Regions from separate parts of the Neogale vison genome. Here region 2 is linked to region 1. Evidence: chromatin contacts called from public Hi-C data. All regions are on one chromosome and are shown on one strand. The core of a region is the stretch at or near the end of the contact, and the rest is flanking DNA. Distances in the headings are between cores, read along the strand shown. Region 1 holds the start of FURIN (furin). Region 2 holds the start of BLM (Bloom syndrome protein).

What was found. A called contact is a pair of places that touch in the nucleus more often than the background predicts.
Region 2: a contact with region 1 is called in a Hi-C map of fibroblasts, with 5 times the contacts expected there. The contact joins the promoter of BLM here to the promoter of FURIN in region 1. A contact is called at or near these places in 2 of 3 Hi-C or Micro-C datasets (fibroblasts and muscle).

What each region holds. Positions count from the first base shown.
Region 1 is chr13:147,387,038-147,393,705 of ASM_NN_V1, forward strand. FURIN (furin) reads right to left here and starts at 1,895. Exons shown (of 16, transcript XM_044229629.1): 1 at 1,727-1,895.
Region 2 is chr13:147,513,401-147,520,848 of ASM_NN_V1, forward strand. It overlaps BLM (Bloom syndrome protein), which reads right to left and starts at 4,057. Exons shown (of 22, transcript XM_044232188.1): 1 at 3,965-4,057.

The DNA of each region.
Region 1 (6,668 bases), core at 645-3,144:
GTGATTAACCAACTATTTAATTACCCTGCAGCCCCCAAAAGAAAACAGGCTTCCGACACAACCCAACGGTCCTCGGAGAAAGGGCCTGCCTCCCTCTGCCCAGCATCTCCAGCGGCGGGGAGCTGTGGATATGGCTCCCACACAGCCCCCAAGCCCCCACACATCCCTACCTCAGCAACCTGGAGGGAGGGAAGATTTCTCACCCCCGTCCCTCCCCACAGAGCAGGCACTGAGAACAATGAATGAATGGGCTTCTCCCCACCCCCATCCCAGACTCTGACTCACCCTCAGAGTCCCAGTTCAGCTCAAACCTCCCCTCCCCAAACCACCAGGCTTGCTTTATTTCTAGCCTCCTGTGATGCCCCCTCACATGGGACTGGGCTCTAGGCTGTGGCCACGGAGAAAGCTGGAACTGCTCTTTCTGGCTGTGTTCCTGGGAAAAGCCATTTCTCCAGAGGTCCCGGGAACCTCTAACACAGAGAGCAGCTCTGAAGCGTTAAACTGAACCTACCCCCTGGGCAGGCTGCTGTTTCCCAGGCACTGAGGGTCTGGTGTGGACTCGATTCAGTCTTTCTAGCAGAGACACCAAGCCAGGTCACCAAACCTGAGAGGTGCCCCCCGAAATTCTGATTTTCAGTCTCTGCTCAACTAATTTGCTGTGTGATCTCAAACAAGTTACTTCCTCTCTCTGGGCCTCAGTTTCCTTGGTGGTAAAAACTGCTAGATCTGAGATTTTCCAACTTTTTTAAAAAGCCACATTACACCCCCCCCTTTTTAAAAATCAAATCTTATATGAAAGCCCCACATAGGAAACGGTAAAATTTGGGCTGTTCTGGTTGAGACACGTCAAGCTTGGCTATTCTCCTGCGCTGTATCCACACCTGGCCCGCAGCTGCCCAGCGCTCACCAGGCCACATCACCTGGGTTCCCTTCACACTTCCCAAGTCAAAAACAGGATTCCAACACCTTCCAGGGCAGAGGGTCTGCACCTCCCCTCCCCACCGGCGGGGCAAGCGGAGAGCAGGTACAGACCAGACAAGTGACTGCCGTCAGACCTGTCTGGCGAGCAGGCGGCCCCGCGGTCCAGCCACCCCACCGGGGCAGAAGGGGCCTGGGCCAGGCCTCGGCGGGAGGCAGCTCCAGCGCCTACCGGAGCCAGCCTCCCGGGGCCCGCGGGACCCGCACCTGAGTCTCCGTCGCCCAGGTGTGCGGGCGGGGGCGAGGCCGGGCGGGGAATAATCCCCTCCGCCCCGCGCCCCGCAGTTCCTCCCCCTCCCCGGGGCGGCGGAGTGGGCGAGCCGGCGGCGGCCCCCGGCGGCCAGCGGGGAGGCGGGAGCACCCGGCGCCTCTGGAATTCTCTCCCCATCCCGCCCCCAGCGGGGGCCCCGCTGGCGCTTCCTGAGGTCAGAGGGCTCGCCCCGGCCCCAAGCGGAAAAGTACCGGCCCCGGTAGGGGCCGGGGACCGAGCCGGGCCCGGAGCGCTCAGGTGGGCTGCAGGGCGCCCTTCCTGCTCCCCGCGGCTCCACCCTCGGGCCGGCCCCCGAGCCCGTTCCGAACGCCGCGACGGGCAGCCGGGGCCTGGGGGCCCGGGTCAGGCCGGCCGCGACCCTCCCCCGCCGGGGCGCCGGGGCCGCGGAACCCGCTCCCGGGGCACAGCGGCCCAGTCCCGCCGGCCCTCCCCGGGCCCGGCGCGCTGCCTCCCCGGGCCCCGCGCCCGCCTGCTTACCCGAGGGAGCCCGGGCGGGTAACTTTTCCAGGCGAGCGCCGCGGCGGCTCGGGCGCCCCTCGGCCGAGCGGAGAGCCCGGCGGCGGGGGGCCTGGGCTCGGCGCCGTCCCCGCGCCCAGCAGCAGCGTCACCGCGCGGAGGCGGGGAGGCGCGGCGGGCGGCCTCGGCCCGGCCCGCGACCAGGGGCAGGCTCGCCGCCGCCGCCGCTGGCCCGCCGCGCACGCCGCCCATGCCGCCCGCGCCCCGGCCGGCGTTCGGAGCCCGAGCCGCGCGGACCCAGAGCGCCGGGCCCCGAGCCCAGGCCCTGCGGCCTTCTGGGGCGCCCGCTTCCTCCGGCGCCCGGTAGGGGCAGGTAAAAAGTGGGGCCGGAGATCCCAAAGCCTTGGCGGCCGCTGGCCGCGTCCCCAAACCCCCACCTCCCGGGCCCAACTGTCCGCGCCCCCGCTCCCGGCTCTGCGCGCCCCTTGCTCCCGGGGCAGGCGGAGGCAGAGACCCGAACTCGGAACCCTTGGCTCGGGCTGCCAAGGGCTTGAGGAGGTACTCTGAGCTCAGTGTCGGTTGCATTGCCGGGGAGCTGGCCCTCTCTTTCCCGAACCTCCACGACTGTCCCATTCCTGAGCCAGAAATTTGGGCATGACCCAGTTAAGTGTCCCGGGGTGACCGACCTGGGGTAGCTCCCCCTGAGGTCGGACCTCAGCGAGCGGGGCACACCTTCCCAAGGCCTACAGTTAGAGGAGTCACGACTGTTTGCATCTATATAGACAGGTGGATAAGCTGAACGAGCAGCCCACGCCTTTTCCTTTTTTTTTTTTAAAAAAAAAACACCAACCGCGGACCCAGCACGGGGACAGTCACTTTAGGTTACCTCCCTTTTTTTTTTTTTTTTTTTAGGTTACCTCCTTCTTATATACATTATTTAATTCACATAATCCTTCCAAGCCGACATTATTAATCCCATTTTACAGATAAGGAAACTGAGGAGCACAAAGTTAAATAATTTGCTCAAGGCCCCCCACCTAGCAGGCCTCAGAGCTGGAGAGATCTGGGGTTTTGGCAGAACCTGATCCAAGCTACTTGCCGTATACCAACGGGCTCCTCTCCCTCCCTGGGTCCCTGCCCTAGAAAACGTCTGTGCTACTTGGCTGAGGCCACCACTGCTTGAGCTGAGAAAGAAAAGAGGGGGAAATGTGGCCAAGAGCTCCCGGGGCTCGGTTATTCCAAGGTCGTAGAGCAGTCTCTGCCCATCCTTTCCTGCGCCCTGTGAGACTACCTTGTGCACAGTCCTATCCTTGGCGTCCTTAAACGGAGGCGGGGGGTGGGGGGGGGGTTGATGACAAAACCCGAACACCGCCCAGCGCTCACCAGGAGCCAGGAGCTATTCTCGGCTCTTTTCCACGTGTTAACTTATTTCTCCCTCCCCACAAACCCTGCCAGGTGGGTACAATACATTCTCCTTTGACACGTTTTATGTAGCACTGTTTACATTTTACAGGAGAGGAAACGGAGGCCCAGAGAGGTCAAGTATTACCCCTATGGTCACTAGGTGGCAAGTCAGCTGGTAAGCCCAGTTCAGGCCCCCCGTGGCCCTATTTCACACCCCACCACCTTAGACAAGTTACTCCATTCTGAGAGCCTCCCCTGGCTCCTCAGTAAAGTGGAGATGGTCCTCATGGAATGCAACGAGGTACCACTGGGACACCCCTTCAGATGCTGCAGAAACTGGAAACTCTGGTTAGGATGCGGGGTCCCGAAAGTCGGGCTGGGAGCGAAGTCTGGTTTGTTCCCGCTTGGGGTGGGAACTTCCCTCATGAGAAGCTGAGACTCCTAGGGGCCACCCTGGGGTAGCCCCATTTGGGAGAACAATGCCTGTGCAGTCAGACTGAGGCAGGAAGTGAGTCATGGTTCTTCCTCAGTCTATGAGCAAGAGAACCCCATTGAGAGGAAATTGGGACAGGGCTAGCCCCACCTTAGGCTTGGAGTCCCCCACATGTCCTCTGACCTAGACGTAAGGCCCGCGCAGAAAGAGAGCGAGACTGGCGGCCTCCGGGTGCCCCACCCTCCCCGGAGGCTGGCCCCGGGGGGTGCCACCGTGGGTCTCAGGAGGGGGAGGGGCTCGCCCTGTCTCAGAGGGCTGCCACCCCGCAGGGGCCGGCCTCTCCCATCCCGTCTTTGGCCGGAAGTGCGATTCCTTCAGCTGTGTGGCTCAGAGGTGCCTCACTTGTGGGGAGGGGGGAGAGGACCGAGAGAGTGAGCAACTGTCCGTGCTTTGCCCAGACCATCTTTACCTCTGTCCCTCTCCCACTGGGGAGTTTCGCGTACAATCAATCGTATTTTACAACAGGCCTCTTGGCAGAAAACAAATATGGAAGCCAGTCCCCTTGAGACAGCTGCCTCCCTCCGGAGAGGAGAGAATCCCACCTGGCCACAGCTGGTGACAGTTCACCAACTTCTTCCTTTATCTCCCCAAACAAGGCCTGGGGGCATGTATTGTTCTCTGGATCCCGCCCAAACATTTCCCTGAGGCCTTAACGCCTGAGGGAGCGAAGCTGCCCCCTGAAGCCGGGTCCCCCCTGATGTTGGGCCTTCAGAGCCCAGGGCTCTCCGGAGCGGGTTATCAGTTTTACACAGCCGGGGGGGGGGGGGGGGGGGGGGGGGGGGGGGGGGGGGAGATGGTAGCAGCACGTGACAACAGCCCCGAGCAGGAAGGCCTGGGAGGGGTGGGTAAGAGCCTGGCCTGCCGGGTAAGGCCTGAGGGATGAAGGGGCTGTGAAAGGGGGTTCCCACCTTCCCAGCAAGGCTCAGGGAGGAAGGCTGCAGCCAGCCAGGCCTCTCTTGACCTTCAAACTGGGGGGCAAGGCTCCTGAGGGCAACCACCGTCCTGTGGCTCCATCCACCGGGGTGCTCCCATGTCCCCTGAGTGCTCCGGGGGGGTCCACTTCTCCCCAAATCTCCTCCCCGCTTTCGGGCACCTCAGAGCCCTCCACAGCAGCGCCCACACCTGGTTTTAATCAGACCCGTCCGTGCATGCACAGAAGGGCCTCTGACCAAATCTAACGGGTACGCTCTCGGAGAGGGTGGGATTTGGAGAGCTTTTTAAAGTTTTCTTCCTTTTTGCTTACCTGCGTTTTCCGGAATGTCTACAGTAACTTTTCTAATAAAATAATTAAACCTTGAAGTCATGCAAAATTGAATAAAGCACGCCCATACTTCACCAGCTAGCGCCTGAACACCCGGGGTCCATCCTGAGCGCCTCGCCGCCCGCGGGGGGCTACAGCCAGGCTCCTCCTAGCTGGTCTCAGGGCAGGGCCTAGCCAGTTCTGGCTAAACCACTTTGGGAAAACCTCCTTTATATGACAGTCAAACAGGGTGTCTGTGGGTGTGGGGAGGAGCCAGAAATGACTGGGTGCTGACATCTGGTCACGCTGGACAGGATCGCGGCACGGCCAGCCCTCCCCATTTTCCCAGTTATTGGGGTGGGTCTGTGCTCACCTTTGCCTTGTGGCTCTGCCACGTCCCCAAGTCACTTACCAGTTTAATGGCTTCCCTCTGCCCACTTTGTGTCTTCGTCCTTGTCCTCAGTGCCCAGCCAGCGTTACCCATAGCTGGGCACCTGACAGGTGCTTTGGGTGCAGTCTCGCCTGGCAGACATTCATTGAGCACCTGCTGTATGCGGGAGCCCTGGTGCCTAAGCGCGGAGTCCCTTAGAGCTTGTCCTCAGGAAGCCAGCGACCGCCTCTGCTGGGGTTGAAAGGACCTGCCTGTGAGGACACGAGTGTCCCTGGAAATCTGCACCCTCCCACGGCCTCGCAGCTCCAACAAACCCCCGCCCTTCCTTCTCCCTCTTGATCCAGAAAAGTAAGACAGTCCATTTTCATCTTTTTTTTTTTGAAAGATTTTATTTATTTGACGGAGAGAGAGAGCGCACAAGCAGGAAGAGCTGGAGAGGGAGAAGCAGGCTCCCCGGTGAGCAAGGAGCCCCATGCAGGGCTCGATCCCAGGACCCTGGGATCATGACTCGAGCCGAATGCCCGGCGCTTCACCAACTGAGCCACCTAGGTGCTCCGAAAACAGTCCATGTTCATGACTCTTGTTGAGTTTTCCAATCAGTTTCTCAGGATCCAGAACAAGGTTTCTCAGCATCAGCACTATTGACCCCTCTGGCCACCAGATCATTCTTTTTTTTGTGGAGACTGTCCTGTGCACTGTAGGATATTTAGCACTATCGCTGGTCTCGAATCACTGCGTCCCAGGGGCACCACCACCCGACTGTGACAACCATAAAAAAAAAAAAATCCCCCAGACATTGCCTAATATCCCCTGGGGGGCGGAGGCCAGAATCACACCCAGCAGAGAGCCACTGGTCCAGCGTTCGGTAAGGGAATGGCACAGGAGGCAGCAGGAATTGTTTGCGGGAACCATGCACCCAGACACCTGGCAGTGAGGGAAAAAACTGCCAAGCCCCGTGGCAAACAGCCCTCCGTGTCTCTACAGCATCTCCTCAGTAACACTCAGGATAACGCCAAACCCAGGTAAGGAACAATCCCAGGGATCGCACTGAGGTCGGGGAGACAGCTTTGCCTTAAATGTGTATTTAGAAAGCAGACTGGTAGCTGCTTGGGGAAGAGGGGCCAGGAGGGGCGGGAGGACGCGTTTGGGAGTGACAGACAGCCTTTGTGATCTCAGTGGGGCGGAGGGTTTCACGGGTGTGCACGGATGTCAAAACGGATCAGGTGGAACCCTTTAAACCGGAGCGGTTCAGAGTGTGTCAATCATATCTCGATTGATCTGTTTTTAAAATGTACTTGTTTAAACTCATAGTGCTTGGAAGGTATTATTTGGAAAATTTACGAACACGCGCTAGCCTATTTCTTGACTGATGCATAGGGGTCCTTAAGATCAGTGTGGTACTTGAGAAGAAAACAGAAGAGAAGATGATCGTGGG
Region 2 (7,448 bases), core at 2,807-5,306, 130 kb after region 1:
GGGAGAAGGAGACTGCTTAAGAGGGAAGTCATACTCCAGGGGCACCAGGAGAACTCTATTTCTTGATCTGTTTAATGGTTATGTGTAATTACTATTTTATAATCATTATTTATGTTTACATAATTTACTGTTCATTAAACTTTATAATTTTTAAACTTTGCAATTTTAAAATAATTAATATTTAAATTGTATATATATATACTATGTACTTCCTAAGATACTATGTAGCCTCTTTCTCAAAAAATTTCTTTGAGAGGGGCACTGGGTGGCTCAGTTGGTTAAGCATTTGACTCTTGGTTTCAGCTCAGGTTATGATTTCAGGGTCATGAGATCGAGCCCCAAATCAGGCTCTGTGCTCAACTTGGACTCTGCTTAGGATTTTCTCCCCCACCTCCTTTTGCCCTTCACCGCCACACATGAGCTCTTTCTCTCTAAAATAAATAAAATCCTTTTAAAAAATTTCTGTGAGAAATGAAAGTTGGCAAAAACAAAGAATTAGTATTAAAAACATACAAAGGGGGCACCCGGGTGGCTCAATGGGTTAAGCCTCTGCCTTCGACTCACGTCATGATCTCAGGGTCCTGGGATCAAGCCCGGCATCGGGCTATCTGCTCGGTGGGGAGTCTGCTTCCCCCCTCTCTCTGCCTGCCTCTCTGCCTACTTGAGATCTGTCAAATAAATAAATTTTTAAAAAAATCTTAAAAAAAAACACCATACAAAGAACACCAAAGTTCCCATGAACAAATGATCAGAGTATAAACACACAGTTCACCAGACTACACAGACACTGAATAAACTTATGGGAAAACATTTTCTTTTCTAAGAATTAATAGCATGAAGTAACACTGCATACTGATTAAACCAAAGAGAGTGCAATACTGAGATAATTTATAAGATAAATCACAATCATGAAGACCTAGTGGCTACACGGGAGTACTTTGATATTGGAAAAACAAAAGAGTAAATTATGAGCACATTATGCTTACAGCTAAGCAATCTGTATAGCTAAAATTCGGAAAGGACCCATGACAAAGGAAATAGCTGATGTGGTTGAAAGCCAGAATTATAGGTGTAATATTTTCCTTGATACTGCGAATGGGTTTCATTAAGATACAGGAATTTTTAAACAAAGTAAATCTAATAGTTCCTTGCAATTCTAGAGAACCAAGTCCATATGTCATAACCCCAAGACCTTCCACAAGCTGACTTCAGCATGTGTTTTTCACTCCATGCCAGGCACCCTTCTGGGCACTCGAGTAGAGGCAGGGAAGACCTAATTACTCCCCTAGATGAGCTTCTAGACCGGCAGGAAATGGACATGTCAACAAGTAATTACAACTCAATGAAGTAAGTCCCACAAAACGTCTCTTCTTTTAAAAGCCTGTGACTTACCCCAGAAACAGACCCATAAATACGGAGAACAAACTGATGGCTGCCAGAGAGGAGGGGTCTGGGGACAGGCAAAATGGGTGAAGGGGAATGGGAGGTACAGGTTTCTAGGCAGAGAATGAACAAATCACGGGGATGAAAGGTACAGTGCAGGGCATAGTAGAGTCAATGGTATCGTAGTGGCTTTGGGCGGTGACAGGTGGTAGCTACACTTGCAGCAAGCACCGCATGCAGTCTAGAGCTGTCAAATCACTACGGTGCACACCTGAAATGAAGGTAACTTTCTGTGCCATCTATACTTCAATTTAAAAAACAAAATGGGCCAGTGTGGAGGTGGGGGCAGGTCTATAGCTTCCCAGGTGAAGGGAAAACTCAGGAAAATCAGAGAAGCTTTCGAAAGAATACTGAACTGGGTCTTGAAGGGCAGGTGTACAGTTCCAGACAGGGTGGGGGGTGTGAAGCGTGTCCATGGCGTATTTGTGCCAAGTGAACAGCAGGTGCTTGGAGAAGGAGACTGCTTAAGACAGTCGCTCCTGGCAATGGCGAACCCTAGGGCTTTTAGCATTCCGTTCCCGGGTACTTTGCAATTAATTTGGGCCTCTGTTCTATCCTTTCTTCCATTAAAAGAAGTACATAAAAGTATATACAGAGAATAGGTATTATATGTTAGAATAAGTGTGTATTTGGTTAAAACTAGTATGAAAAATATAATCGTTTAATATATATTTAACCTTACATATTTCAAGCATACAAAAAAATGATACCCATGTACTCACCAACCAAATTTAAGAAGTCAAATTGTCCTACTCTCTTCCAAAGGCATAAAGTGTTTCAAATATATTTCAAATCCCTCCCACTCCTCTTATCTCCTTCCCTTCTCCCTCGTTCATAGATACTACTGACTATCCCCAACTGGATGCATATGATTTCTCTGCATATTGGACTTTCACTACACAGCTAACCCCAGGGGCTTTGTGTAGTTTTAAAATTCTGGGTTTTCTTATCAGTAAAAAGAAAGAAAAGAAATAGAACGATGGGCACCTGGGTGGCCCAGTGGGTTAAGCCTCTTCCTTGGGCTCACGTCATGATTTCAGGGTCCTGGGATCAAGCTCTGCATCAGGCTCTCTGCTCACAGGGAGCCTGCTTCCCCCTCTCTTTCTGCCTGCCTCTCTGCCTACTTGCGATCTCTGTCAAAAAAGTAAAATCTTAAGGGGAAAAAAAAAAAAAGAAAGAAAGAAATAGAACGAATATGGTGGCTATCATGGTGATCTGCACTGAAAAGGACTCGAGACCCAGAAATTTTGTTCCCTCTGACTATAAGCTACCTTCCAACAGCAGCCTGGCTAACAAAACTTTGGTTCAATATAGTTCTATTTACATTGCTCCTATGCAATACTTCTGTCTCCCTTCCCAATTTTTTTTTTTTCTTTAAAGATTTTATTTATTTATTTGACAGACAGAGATCACAAGGAGGCAGAGAGGCAGGCAGAGAGAGGAGGAAGCAGGCTCCCGGGCTGAGCAGAGAGCCCGATGCGGGGCTAGATCCCAGGACCCCGGGATCATGACCTGAGCCGAAGAAGGCAGAAGCTTTAACCCACTGAGCCACCCAGGCGCCCCCCAATGTCTGACATCTACCCCAGTCTTTGCCGTTACTGCCCCTGAACCCTGACGGGTCACAGAAGTGCTACTTGTCTGCACTGGTGGCACCAGGAGCTGGCATGTGCCTCCCCTATCTCAGCCCGTTATATGTCCAAAATGCTGAGTAACCTGAGGGCACGTGAGGGGTACGGGAGGAAGTGTGGTGTGGAAGACGCCCTGGAGTCAGGCAGCTCTTTCAACACAGGGACAACCTACCGGTGCTTCAGATTCTCCTCGTCAAAAGGAGGGCAGTTTTACCTACTTGGGGTAACGGAACCCTTACTGCGTACCAAGTACTCCCTGAAGCATCCACTGGCTACATTAAGCCATTTCATCCTAACGAAACCTCCAGGACGTGGAAGAGAGGATTTCCGCCTTAAGACAGAGGGACACCGAGACAGAGTTTAAATGACGAGGGGGCCGTCACGGGGTTCGTACCGGGAGAGCCGGGACTGGATCCAGGCAATGCGACGCAGCCTGTGTCCTCAACCACTCCCCTTCGCGGAGGTGCTGTGGAGCCACACTTGCAAGATAATGGGTCCCGAGCACGTGACACGCAGCGCACCCAAAACCCGGGAGCCCAGCGCGTGCCCGTGGAAGGACACAGGAAGAGGACGAGCTCTGGTCTTGGGGGGCGGGTGGGGAGTGCCAGGGGTCTGGGCTGGGGCTCCGGTAGGCACCGGCGCACAGAACCAAACACCGTGGGTGCTGGGCCGGCTCTCCCACCGACGCCCCGGGCGGCCCGGCCCCACCCCCGCGCCTCTGTGCGCGGGTCTGCCAACACGCGTGCTTTACGGCTCTCCTCTCAGGCTACGGGCCGCGCCGAACCAGAGCGGGCAACGGAGGAACCTGAGAGCCTTCCTCTTCGGCCCGGGGGCCGGGTCGCGGGAGCTGGGCCAGGCCTGTCCGCCGGTAAGTCCGAGCGCGCCGCACTCACCTATCCAGCAGGCTCGCAGCGGGCGGTAACCCGGTCCAAACTCCCCGCGCCGCCTCCTCAGCCCCCGCGCCGAGCGCCAGCTCACTTCGCGCCGGAAGCCGACCAATCCCGATTGGCTGTTTCCTGAGGGAACCGACCAATGCCGTCGCCCCATGGCACCTGTCCCCGCCCCTGGGACGGGGGCGTCCCCAACGCCCAATTAGAGTGCGGAAGTCGAGGTCACGTGACCGCAGTTAACCCCCGGGCTTCCGGTACTCTCGTGATCTTTGTGTGCCCTGTGTTTCTTGTCGGTGGAGGCTTTCAATAAGACGGGCCCCTTAAACCGAGAGCTGGGGCGGGAGTGAAAACCCCCGGAGTTTGAGAGGAGCCCGAGACTTGGCAGTTTCCACAGACCAGGCCCAGGCTCTTACCCAATGTTTCTGTGAGGCTTCGGCGGATTTTCCCCTCCACCTCCTTGTAACGCTGGCCTCTGCCCCACCCGAGCGAGCTACTGTACGTTGTCACCGACCGGGAAAGGGGTCGCAAACTCCGGTGCTTCGGGGGACGTGTGCGCTCCCCGAGTGCGAAGCCACGCTGCTGTTTCCGCCGAGTGTTGCCACGCAGACTGGGGCCCTGTGATGCCAGATGTTTTTTCCTACCCCGCTGTCCCCTTCCCTCTTTTCCTCCCTCCTTCCCTTTCTTTCTTCTAAGAAAAATTGAAAATGTATTTATGTGAAATCTGCCGATTTTAAAATGCTACAAAAATAACACGCTGCAGTCAAACAAAACACACGGGGAAAAGCAAAAGCAGGTTTTTAATAGTGAGAAGGCCAAATAGCAGGATAGAGACAAAGTACAAGGTATGAAAAATCTAGAGAGCTCCGAATACTCAGACTCAAGGGTACTACCCAGAATGGAAAGTAGGATCGTCTCAGAACTCAATGAAAGGTGACACTCAACTGAAATCGCCTGGGCCACACACTGCCTTAATTTTCCTTTAGCTTTTTCCTTGTCTTTCACATCTCTGCCTTCCCTATTGCCAGGCATTGTGTTGAGCTTGAGAACTTTCTCAGGGAGTGCACAGGATGTTAGACTTGCAGGTCGGTGGCAAAAGTCATAGGAACGCTGATCGATGTTTTGGGAGCACCCAGGAGGGACACGTACACAGACTGGCAGCGTTAGGTAAGACTGTGAGATGAGTGAGAGGTATGATTTGGTGGGAAAGGCCAGGGAACAGGAAAAACCACCGTAAGGGACCTTTGAGGAAATGTCAGGAAAATGAGCAACAGAGAGAGATGATAGGAGACAAAATAGGGACCAGATCTCAGTTTGGACTTCATCCTAAAGATAAATAGCAATTGTTGGAGGGATCTGGGGACAAGTAGGATAGGAGAAGTCTTGTTCACTAATTTTGTACATATGTGTATCTCCACCACCCAAATCAGGGTATATACCATTTCCAGCACCCAGTAGGATTCCCATGGGGAGCTTCCCATCTCTCTTGTGCCCCAGCCATAAGCAGATATCACAGTGTATACTCCTCCACATCTGCCTTTTGTGGCTCAATGCAATGTCTGTGAGCTTCATGTATATTGAGTGTACCAGCAACTCATTCTTTTTATTACTATGTAATATATAGAATATTCATGAAAACTTTGAAACGGTCCCAAAAATATTCTTGTCCAATGAAAAATAAGGTGTTGCCTATCACACACGCAGGGATATCGGATTCTATGCGGGCTCTACACCTTTCATTGTCTTCGATATAAAGAACAACTCTAAGGTTTTTTCAAGAAATGGTTCTTGTCTAGAAAAATGCAAATTGTGCCCAGTGGAATGCATTTAATTACTGTCGATTTCTTCAGTCTTGCCAGTTTTTCATCTATTTGTAAATATTTCATTATTTCTTATTTAATTATAGTTTATATGTGTGGTCCTTTGAATTTCCCTTTGAATCAGTTGTACTATCTTTTTGGATCTCATTAAAGAGTTATATCAAACCTTTGACATGCGTTTATTTTATATCTAAGAGAATCATGATTTGGGGGGCCTGGCTGGCTCAGTGGGTTAAGAGAATCATGACTTGACTTTATAAAAATGACTTGACTTTATAAAAATTATTCTTGGGGCGCCTGGGTGGCTCAGTGGGTTAAGCCGCTGCCTTCGGCTCGGGTCATGATCTCAGGGTCCTGGGATCGAGCCCCGCATCGGGCTCTCTGCTCAGCAGGGAGCCTGCTTCCCCCTCTCTCTCTCTGCCTGCCTCTCCATCTACTTGTGATTTCTCTCTGTCAAATAAATAAATAAAATCTTTAAAAAAAAATAGTGATGGTAAATTTTATGTCATATACGCTTTTACCTGTGTGCGCATGCACATGCACGTGCGCGCGCGCGCGCACACACGGACACACAGATACACACACGAGCCTGGTATTCTGCGTCTGAGTACTGAGCAGTGGCTCCTGTCTCAACTGTATCTGCAAAATTCTAATTCATGCAAGTGCCTGAATGAGGACACAGAAAGATTTTATGAGTTAATGTTTCCTGAAAGGGGGAAGCACACCTCCCAGGGCCACATGGGGAAGCAACAGGTTTGGTCAGGATGCAGAGAGGAACAAGGGAAAGCCTAAGCCAGAGCCTTATTGGGGTGTGTGCAGGCCGGGCAGGGAAAATAGCTTAGGACTGGCTAGTGTGAATAGTGCTGGTGGGCTGTGGGGCACAGGGGATGTTCCCAGATATCTAGTGCCTGGTGGCCCTGGATGGATTTTGGCTGGGGGAAACACTGGGATGGTGTGTGAGAGTCAGAGGAGGAGGGGCCTCTGGTTACGGACTGGAGATTGGAGGCAGGGTTTGTAATAGGACTTCACTGTGCTGGAAAAAGCAAGATCACAGACTTTAGCTATTCACGGGTGAAGATATGTCAAAAGGACAAATACTGGACCAAAAAAAAAGCACAGAACAGTTGGCCTGGTGGCTATATAGCATCATTTCAGTGGAACTTTCCGGTGACGAGAGTGGAGACTTTCAGGAAGTAGGGCCCAAGTTCCTCATGCAACACAGGAAACATTTTACTCTGAGCCTGAAATGGAGGGACGGGTGACGTATAAGAAGTCCTTCTCGGCCAGCCCGTAACCAGGTTTTCCATTTATACAGCATTAGCCAAAACAAAAACAAACGGGAAATTTTTGGAGTCTCTAACAATATTTTGATCAAGTTTGTAAAATGTATTAAAAACACAAGTTTAGGGGCGCCTGGGTGGCTCAGTGGGTTAAAGCCTCTGCCTTCGACTCAGGTCATGATCCCAGGGTCCTGGGATCGAGCCCCGCATCAGGCTCTCTGCTCAGTGGGGAGCCTGCTTCCTCCTCTCTCTCTGCCTGCCTCTCTCTGCCTACTTGTGATCTCTATCTATCAAATAAATAAATAAAATATTTTAAAAAAACCACAAGTTTGACAATAATGTCTTGGTGTAATTCTCAGGTCAAGTGTATTTCTCAGCAGTTATGTTGCT